Linked DNA regions of Hordeum vulgare: region 2 is linked to region 1. Evidence: chromatin contacts called from public Hi-C data. All regions are on one chromosome and are shown on one strand. The core of a region is the stretch at or near the end of the contact, and the rest is flanking DNA. Distances in the headings are between cores, read along the strand shown. Region 1 holds the start of LOC123449272 (nuclear pore complex protein NUP155). Region 2 holds the start of LOC123449273 (protein VAC14 homolog).

Region 1 (3,855 bases), core at 706-3,205:
AAAGTGTACAGAAAATAACACATCGTAGGCTCATCACACAGTTAACTCAGTTTAATATGCAGACCGATAAGAACTGTTCAAGATTAAGGCATTCTCTAGGACTTTTTTTTACAGAGTAACTGTGCTGCACCTGGCAAACTATTCATAACAATGGCAAGAACTTTGAGATTCAAAGTAACAAGAGTCACATCATAAGGTACAGCTAGCTGCTAGCATTTTTTAGCTTAAGGTGTGTGTCAGCAAAAGGGAAATGAACAAGCAAAGATAATGAATTACCACTTATCAAAGCGCCAAACGTAAAATGAATTGTCAACGGTTGCCCAAGCCCGGTGTATTTCAGAAAATATTCCACAAAGTGCTGTTCCTTCACCAGCAGCTGCATTATATCTCTCAATCAGCATAGGAGGAAGCTGCCGAGTTTCTGCAACTTCCACCAGAGGAGGCCACTGCAGTATAACATAAAAGTATCTTACATAGTTATCAAATTCAAAAGAATAAAGGCGAAAAAATTAAGTTCAAAATGTGACATTTTCATAATAACTTTAGAATAACTTAGAACACAAACAGATGGTAGAAAAGACGAGGCCTTACAAAACCAATGTATTTACGTGATTGCAAATGTGCACTTTTCACACTCAAGGAGTAAGGAAAGATCTCTATCACTAATACTAACAATTATTATCCAGTATCATGAAAATTATTGATTAACAAGACTTAAGGATCTACTGCATTTGAGGCAAAAAAATCCTGGGTCCCCAAGCTTTCAGGTGAAACTCCTCATATGTTAGAACTGAACAGGGACATATCCACCACACCTTTTTATTCCCACAGGAACAAGCAAGAAAAAGATAGCCCCTAAATCCTTAATTTTGTTCCAGCTATAACTTGAATCCGTCGCCAGAAATGAAGGATGCTCATCACCTAAAAGAGTTAAAGTGGGTGGGCAAAGAAACATTTGAATAACCTCTAGTGTTAGAAGGTCTACTGTTAAATAGTATTGTATAATGGCAATGAGCTTGCATAGAGACATGATTAAGCTCTCCTATCCTTGAGCTCAGATGCACCCTTTGCGGTTTCCCTGATTGGTTGCCAAGCTTAAACACTTATATACCTAGGCCTGCTCATGAATGAATCTTAGTAAAGAAGGAAGCTCACTGCCTCACACAGTGATAAGCAACGTCGCAAACATTGTATTATTTTCCTGTTGTGTTCAACCCCAGATCACTAAGTCAAAAAAAAAACTAGAACCCCCTGATTTAGTCTCCCATGTAAATTGTCAAACGTGCACAGCTACAATTTAAGCTTGTTTCCCGGAATTTTTACCTTAAATTCCACAGGATTCGCCGCAAAGTTTCCCATAGACAGCCAATTTTGTCAAAATGATACGGCACTGCGTTTATGGAAAAAAATCACCTCAATTTCCTACCAAGCTCCAAGTAAGCAGGTCCAATTTCAACTACACGGTGTTCACCTCAGCCTTCGACGGCTTCCAACCCAAAGTCCACCCAGCAGGGAGAACGGAAAGACTAAAAAAAATGTCCACGAATCCCCCAGTACTGTACTAGTTAACCCACGCGAAGCTCCGCCAGAAAAGGAAAACATACGCTGCTGCAGATCAACGACTCGGGCGCGCACAGACCCTAGAAGACAGTACGCGGGCGGTGGCGGGGGGGTTACCTCCTTGGGGTGCGAGGAGTAAGGGTGGGAGGCGTAGCGCGAGGCCTCGAGCGCCTCCTCCAGGTCGGGCTGCGCGGCGGCGTCGCGGCCGATCCGCTCCGAGACGTGCAGCCCCGCCGAGGCGACGTCGGGGCCGATGGCCTCGTCCTCCGCCCACGCCATCATCGGAGCGCCGCGCCTCTGCGGGAAGGAGGGGCGGGGGACGGCGGAAAACCCTAGAGCGCAAGTAGGGGGGGCGGGCAGTGGGGAACGGTGCGCGGCGGGGTTTGGTTTAGTTGGGGTTTTGAGGTTTTCGTGGGCGGGGTCTGGATTTTGCAGTGGCGCGTGAGGGGGATTTTCCCCTTCCCTTCCCCTTCCCCTTCCCTTCCCTTCCCGTGAAACTCACCGGTGGGCCCGGCCCCGGGCGCAGCTTTTTGCGGTAGGCGTGGTTGTGAACGAGCTCGGTCGGGGTCCGTTTTCCGTTTGTGCCATTCGAACTGAGCCTGGTTTTGAAGCCTCGGTTTGACGAACGGAGCTCCTCCCACTTTTTTGAAGAAAAAAATTAATTCTAAGAGCAACTCTAATGAGGCGACCCATTTCGTTCGTCATTTGTTTGGATCCGCGCAGAGAGAAAAGACGGTCCAACGTGTCGACCTAAACGGACGCGCGTCCGTTTTTCATGTGCGTGCTAATCCATTTTCGGTTCAATTTTGAACGTGATTTAGGTCGGTACGGACACAAAACGGACACGGACGACGCGCGCTTTCTTCATCCCCTGGCCCACGAGTCGGTGGCACATTGGTAGTTCTCCACCCCTACCGACAACGTCGACAGCTAGCCCTCGCCTCGCCCCCAACCCGTCACCACCGCCGCCCAGTTCCGGCGCCTCCTCCCGTATGTGCCCAACGCCTACCCACGCCATCGGGCCACCGCAGCTTCCCCGAACCCAATCCACCATTGCCGATCTGCTTCTTCGTCCACGCCCGCAAGTTGTTCGACAGTTTGTCTCAAGGTACAAATGGATTGTGCCGACGAGTTCTTTTTTCATAATGTTTTGTGCGACTCTGACGATTCCTTATCCGACAATGAGGAGATGATGCTTGCCGTGTTGGTCCACGACCACCTTAATAGGCAGCGGCGGTTGTTCCAGGGCTCGATTCCGGGGCATGTTCCCACGTTGAATCGCAATCGAGAGAGCGGTCATTTTATTCTATGGAAGGACTACTTTGACACAAGCAATCCGATGTTCAAACATCAGAAATTTCGGCGTCGTTTTCGTATGGCTAGGCATGTTTTCAACCAGATTCGAGAGGGGGTGGACGGATACGATGACTACTTCGAGTGCAAAGAGGATGCCATTGGAAAGATTGGCTTCTCATCTTATCACAAATGCACTGCAGCTATCCGGATGCTTGCTTATGGAATACCCAATGATCTTATCGATGAGTACGTCCGTATGAGTGAGTCTACGTGCCTAGAGTCGTTGTACGGATTCTGGAAGGTTGTGATTGCAGTATTTGGCCCTTGGTACTTGAGAGAGCCGACTGTTGGGGACACAACCCGCTTGTTGGCGACCAATGCTAGTCGGGGCTTCCGATGGATGCTTTGCAACATAGAGTGCATGCACTAGGGGTGGAAGAACTGTCCTTTTGCTTGGCAAGGCCAGTTCAAGGGCCATGTCAAGGCTTGCACTGTCATACTTGAGGTCGTGTCCTCTTAAGATCTCTCAATCTGACAGTCTTTCTTTGGCATGGCCGAATCACACAATGGTATCAACGTGCTTCAACGATCACCGGTGTTTGCAAGGCTTGCCGAAGGCAACAGCACGTCGGTCAATGTTAACATTAACGATCACAACTACAACAAAGTATACTATCTAGCTGACGGAATCTATCCACGGTGGACCAGTATTGTGAAGACAATCTCCAAACCTTTGGGAGAGAAGAGGGAAACATTTTCCCAAGAGCAAGAGAGTGCTAGGAAGGATGTCGAACGTGCCTTTGGTGTTGTGCAATCTTGATGGGCATAGTTCGATATCCTGCTATAACTTGGAGCACCAGGAAGTTGTGGAAAGTGATGATTGTTTGTGTGATCATGCACAGTATGATCGTAGAGGATGAGCGTCTGAAATGTCTCCACAATCAAGGGTTTGAGTTTCAGGGTGACAATGCAGTGCTTCAGCATGGCGGAGAAGCGGCA
Region 2 (3,855 bases), core at 683-3,182, 560 kb after region 1:
TGTGAAAACTCACTGCAAAGCACTGCCATTCAAAATTCAAGTCACAATACTTCCTTAGAGGATTGGAGGAAATACGCATCAACGGGGAAAATAAAAAGGGCAAAAACTCGTTGTAGAGAACCATCAGTCAAAACTCAAGTCATGTCACTTCACGAGACTCGACCTTACTTCAGTTGTTGTCAGGTGTCAAGATACATGCTACATGCATTACAATGAGAGGATTAAGTTTATATAGGTATGAACCAAACCAAGATGTAGATGGTCTTAATGGCCATCTTAGGTCGTGCCTCCGCGGCATCAACCTGTTTTTGCCAATGAAAATGTCCCATTACAACAATGGGAGTGCAATGCATCACTTACAATGTCCATCCGGTCCCAAATTTTATCATGGATCACACTCCACAGATGTAAAGATGGATGGACCAACGGAAACTCGCCCATTCCGATGCAACCGTATAGGAAAAGAAAAAAATGTAACCAATCTTATCATAAACTCGTTGGGCCATGACATAACAAATCAGGGATCATTAGCTGATTTTTGAATTCAAGGCAATACTTAGTAAACATCTTAGATATCATAATAATGAGCAGTATTATGGATTTCCAAAAAAAGATGTCAAAGTGTTTGATACTGAGGTGGCAAAGGGTGACGAGGAAGGACACCGTGTATCCATTATGTCTGCAACAGGTGATGGTATATCTCGTGTGTGGCGCAGGAAAAACCCCTCCCAAGCCGCCAACAACTAAAACATAAGAAACATGAAAAACCACGAGTTCTGAGCAGTGACATAATTTACAGTGCCAAATGCTGGCATGGTACTTTTGGCTTCAAAACGTTTACCATGAAAAGCGACAAACCTTGGCATCTTGGCACCATCATGTTGATTTGTTAGATAGCATGTGAAAGCTAAAAGCAAGAGATAAATGTTACAATGTTACGTGATGGCTAAAAAGCTATCTCTTTATCAATCGGGAGTGCCAAGAAAGCACAACGAAATATTATTATTGTGCTGAAAATGAAAGAAGTGTGACGAGGAAAGGCATCGGGGATAGCTATCATGCACGAGATTGGCGAGGACACGTCTAGACCCGCGACAACCCTGAGCCCCTCACAACCGTCAACAAACAAAATCTTAAGTAACACGAAGGAAAAACAACTCCATAAATAGTATCATGATTTACATTACTAAACTGACAAGATAATTTTGGTATAGTTTCATACGATACATGCAATCGAGGTTATTTACAGAATGGCTCGACAGATCACAACCTCACTTTGGTGGCATTGTGAGCCTGTGACACAAATATGTCGATTTATAAGATGACACATGTGAGAACTAAAAGCTGATTTGCAAGATAACGCATGTGAAAACAAAAAGCAAGAGATAAACGTTACAAAATGGCATGATTTGATGGCTAAAAAGCTGCACTACCTCTTTATTAACCGGAAGGATTACGTTTTTTTCCAGCCGCGATCTCCTCGGGCAACTGAAGATGTTCATAACCGGGAAAGAAATCAATTCACACGCCGCATGATCTCCCCACAAACTGACCGCTATCACGAACGGACCTGTTATTGGCCAGAAAGACGGACGATAACATGCCTTTTCCGTGGAAAGAGAAAGGCTGACACGACCGGGGGCCCTCCCTCGCCACACATACACCCAGTCCACCCGCGCCATCTCCCTGCCCCGTCACCCGCCACCTCACACGGCGTTCCTGGACCGAGGCCACCCAGCCGCCAGCACGCAATCCAGTTGCCGCACGAAGACAGCCAGTCCACGGCCTCGCGTGCGCCCTGGACCGAGCCCCCTGCACCGCCCCGACACCCGTCCCCACCTGGCAGGGTCGCCTCCACGCTGGACCCGCACCCACGGGAAACAGGCGCCGTTAATGGCCGCCACAACGGTAAACGTTACCCCTGGGAAGGGAAGGAGAAGAAGAGCGCCCCGATCCCCTCCCCCTCCACAGATCACACCACCACCGTCTCCGCCCCCAAATCCATTCCCAGGCTCGCGTTTCTGCTGCCGCGCGCGAGCTCGGGAGCTCGGGCTGGGCTTTAGGGCTCTACTAGGCCTCCGCGTCCCCGCGCCCCTCCGCCTCCCCGGGGTTAGGGTTACGCCGCGGTCGTCGGGGCCTGTGTGGCTGCGAGGCGCCGCGGGCCGATGCGGCGATCGCCGGCGATCGAGACGCTCTAGCGGAGGGGATCTGCTGCCAGGGTTTCTCCCGCGATGGCCGCCGACGCGCTCTCCATCATCCCGGGCGCCGTGCTGCGCAACCTCGCCGACAAGCTCTACGAGAAGCGGAAGAACGCTGCGCTCGAGGTGAGGGATTTCGATTGCTTTGGGAGACGGGGCGGGGCCTCGTTCGAGCAATCGCCCGGGATTTGTGGCTGATTTTTTTTGTTGTGGCCGTGGTGTGTTGGTGGTGTAGATTGAGGGGATCGTGAAGCAGCTGTCCACAGCGGGGGAGCACGACAAGATTGCGGCTGTGATCGGTCTGCTCACCAACGATTTCACATACTCCCCGCAGGCGAACCACCGGAAGGTTTGCTAGGATTTGCTATGACTCTTGTTTCTGCTGCTGCTGCTGGGCGATCAGATTTATTAACTTCTATGGTGTTTTGTTGTTAGCAGGGCGGATTGATTGGTCTCGCGGCAGTTACTGTAGGGCTCACCAGTGAGGCTGCTCAGCACCTTGAGGTTTGGCAATTGACCTTGTGACCAAATATATTTATTGAAATTCCATCTAGTTTGATCCAATTAATTTTGTGTAGAATTATTCTGTACCTCTGTGTCTTGAGACTTCTCTGCCTTGATTTTATGAAATGTCATATAAACCGCGAGAGCAATTGTGGGACTGGATTGCTATTGGTAGTACTGCAGTAGCCAGTTGGCTTATTGAGGTTCGGTAATGGTCATTGAAGACAATACCTGGCTTCACAGTCGCAGCTGCATTCATGTGATTAATCGTTAATTTTAGTAAAAATACTAGATGCAATGATGGTTTTTGACTCGTGTAGTTTTCATTGGCTATTTCTTTTCGTTTGCATGCTAATATCATAGTTCAAGTGTTGGGGCCCAGCCATTTATAGTAATAAGAAATATGGAAAGATGTTGTGTGTTCTCAGAAGAATATGGAAAGCTTTTGGGGCCCAGCCACTTAGGACTGGCTGGATGGGATTTTATGAAGTTCTTATTAGTGCTAATGTCATAAAATCGTTCAGCGTGTGGATTCACCATGGTTGCTGGGAGGGTCTGCCCCTTTTCCCTCTAGTATTCTTTTGTGGGGGTAATAGCATTTGACGTACTGGATATATTAGTTATATCTTTCTTTTGTTCATATTGCGAGCCACAGCATGCGAGAATCTTATGGAGGCACATTAGTGCAGTCTCCTGGAGTTGATAGGTTGGATTTGGAGGAAAGATGGGATACGGTAACAAAATTGTCACATGCCACTGGCCGATCCGTGACAAAATTGTCTTATTAGTTATTAATTTATGCATTCCATCAATGCCGTATACAGCATAAACTCTATTCTGTTACTTGCGCCACCCCCACCCCACCCCTCCCTTCTGTTCGTGCTGGTGCCTGGTCTGCTTGATAAATACGCTACTGTTGCTCTGTGTGTGCATCGTCGGGGATGGGGTAGCATTGTGATGTTTGTCAATTGTCCACAAGCTCAAAGGTGAAGCTTGGAATTAGTTTGCATAATATGGTTGCTGTCCTGTGATATTGCATGACAGTACAGCTCCTAAGTAACTTTGCTAGTATCCCTTTAAGCACCATGAAATTTTCTCTACAGAAAACAGTGTTCTTGTCTTTTGAATTATGTACCGATCTTACTGCATCTAT

What was found. A called contact is a pair of places that touch in the nucleus more often than the background predicts.
Region 2: a Hi-C map of leaf shows a contact between it and region 1, with 7 times the contacts expected there. The contact joins the promoter of LOC123449273 here to the promoter of LOC123449272 in region 1. A contact is called at or near these places in 3 of 6 Hi-C or Micro-C datasets (leaf and seedling) and 1 of 1 datasets of contacts at active chromatin or transcription factors (embryo).

The regions. Positions count from the first base shown.
Region 1 is chr4H:526,120,459-526,124,313 of MorexV3_pseudomolecules_assembly, forward strand. LOC123449272 (nuclear pore complex protein NUP155) reads right to left here and starts at 1,956. Exons shown (of 13, transcript XM_045126422.1): 1 at 1,678-1,956; 2 at 277-446. The coding sequence starts at 1,842.
Region 2 is chr4H:526,683,993-526,687,847 of MorexV3_pseudomolecules_assembly, forward strand. It overlaps LOC123449273 (protein VAC14 homolog), which reads left to right and starts at 1,933. Exons shown (of 20, transcript XM_045126423.1): 1 at 1,933-2,324; 2 at 2,434-2,547; 3 at 2,634-2,702. The coding sequence starts at 2,232.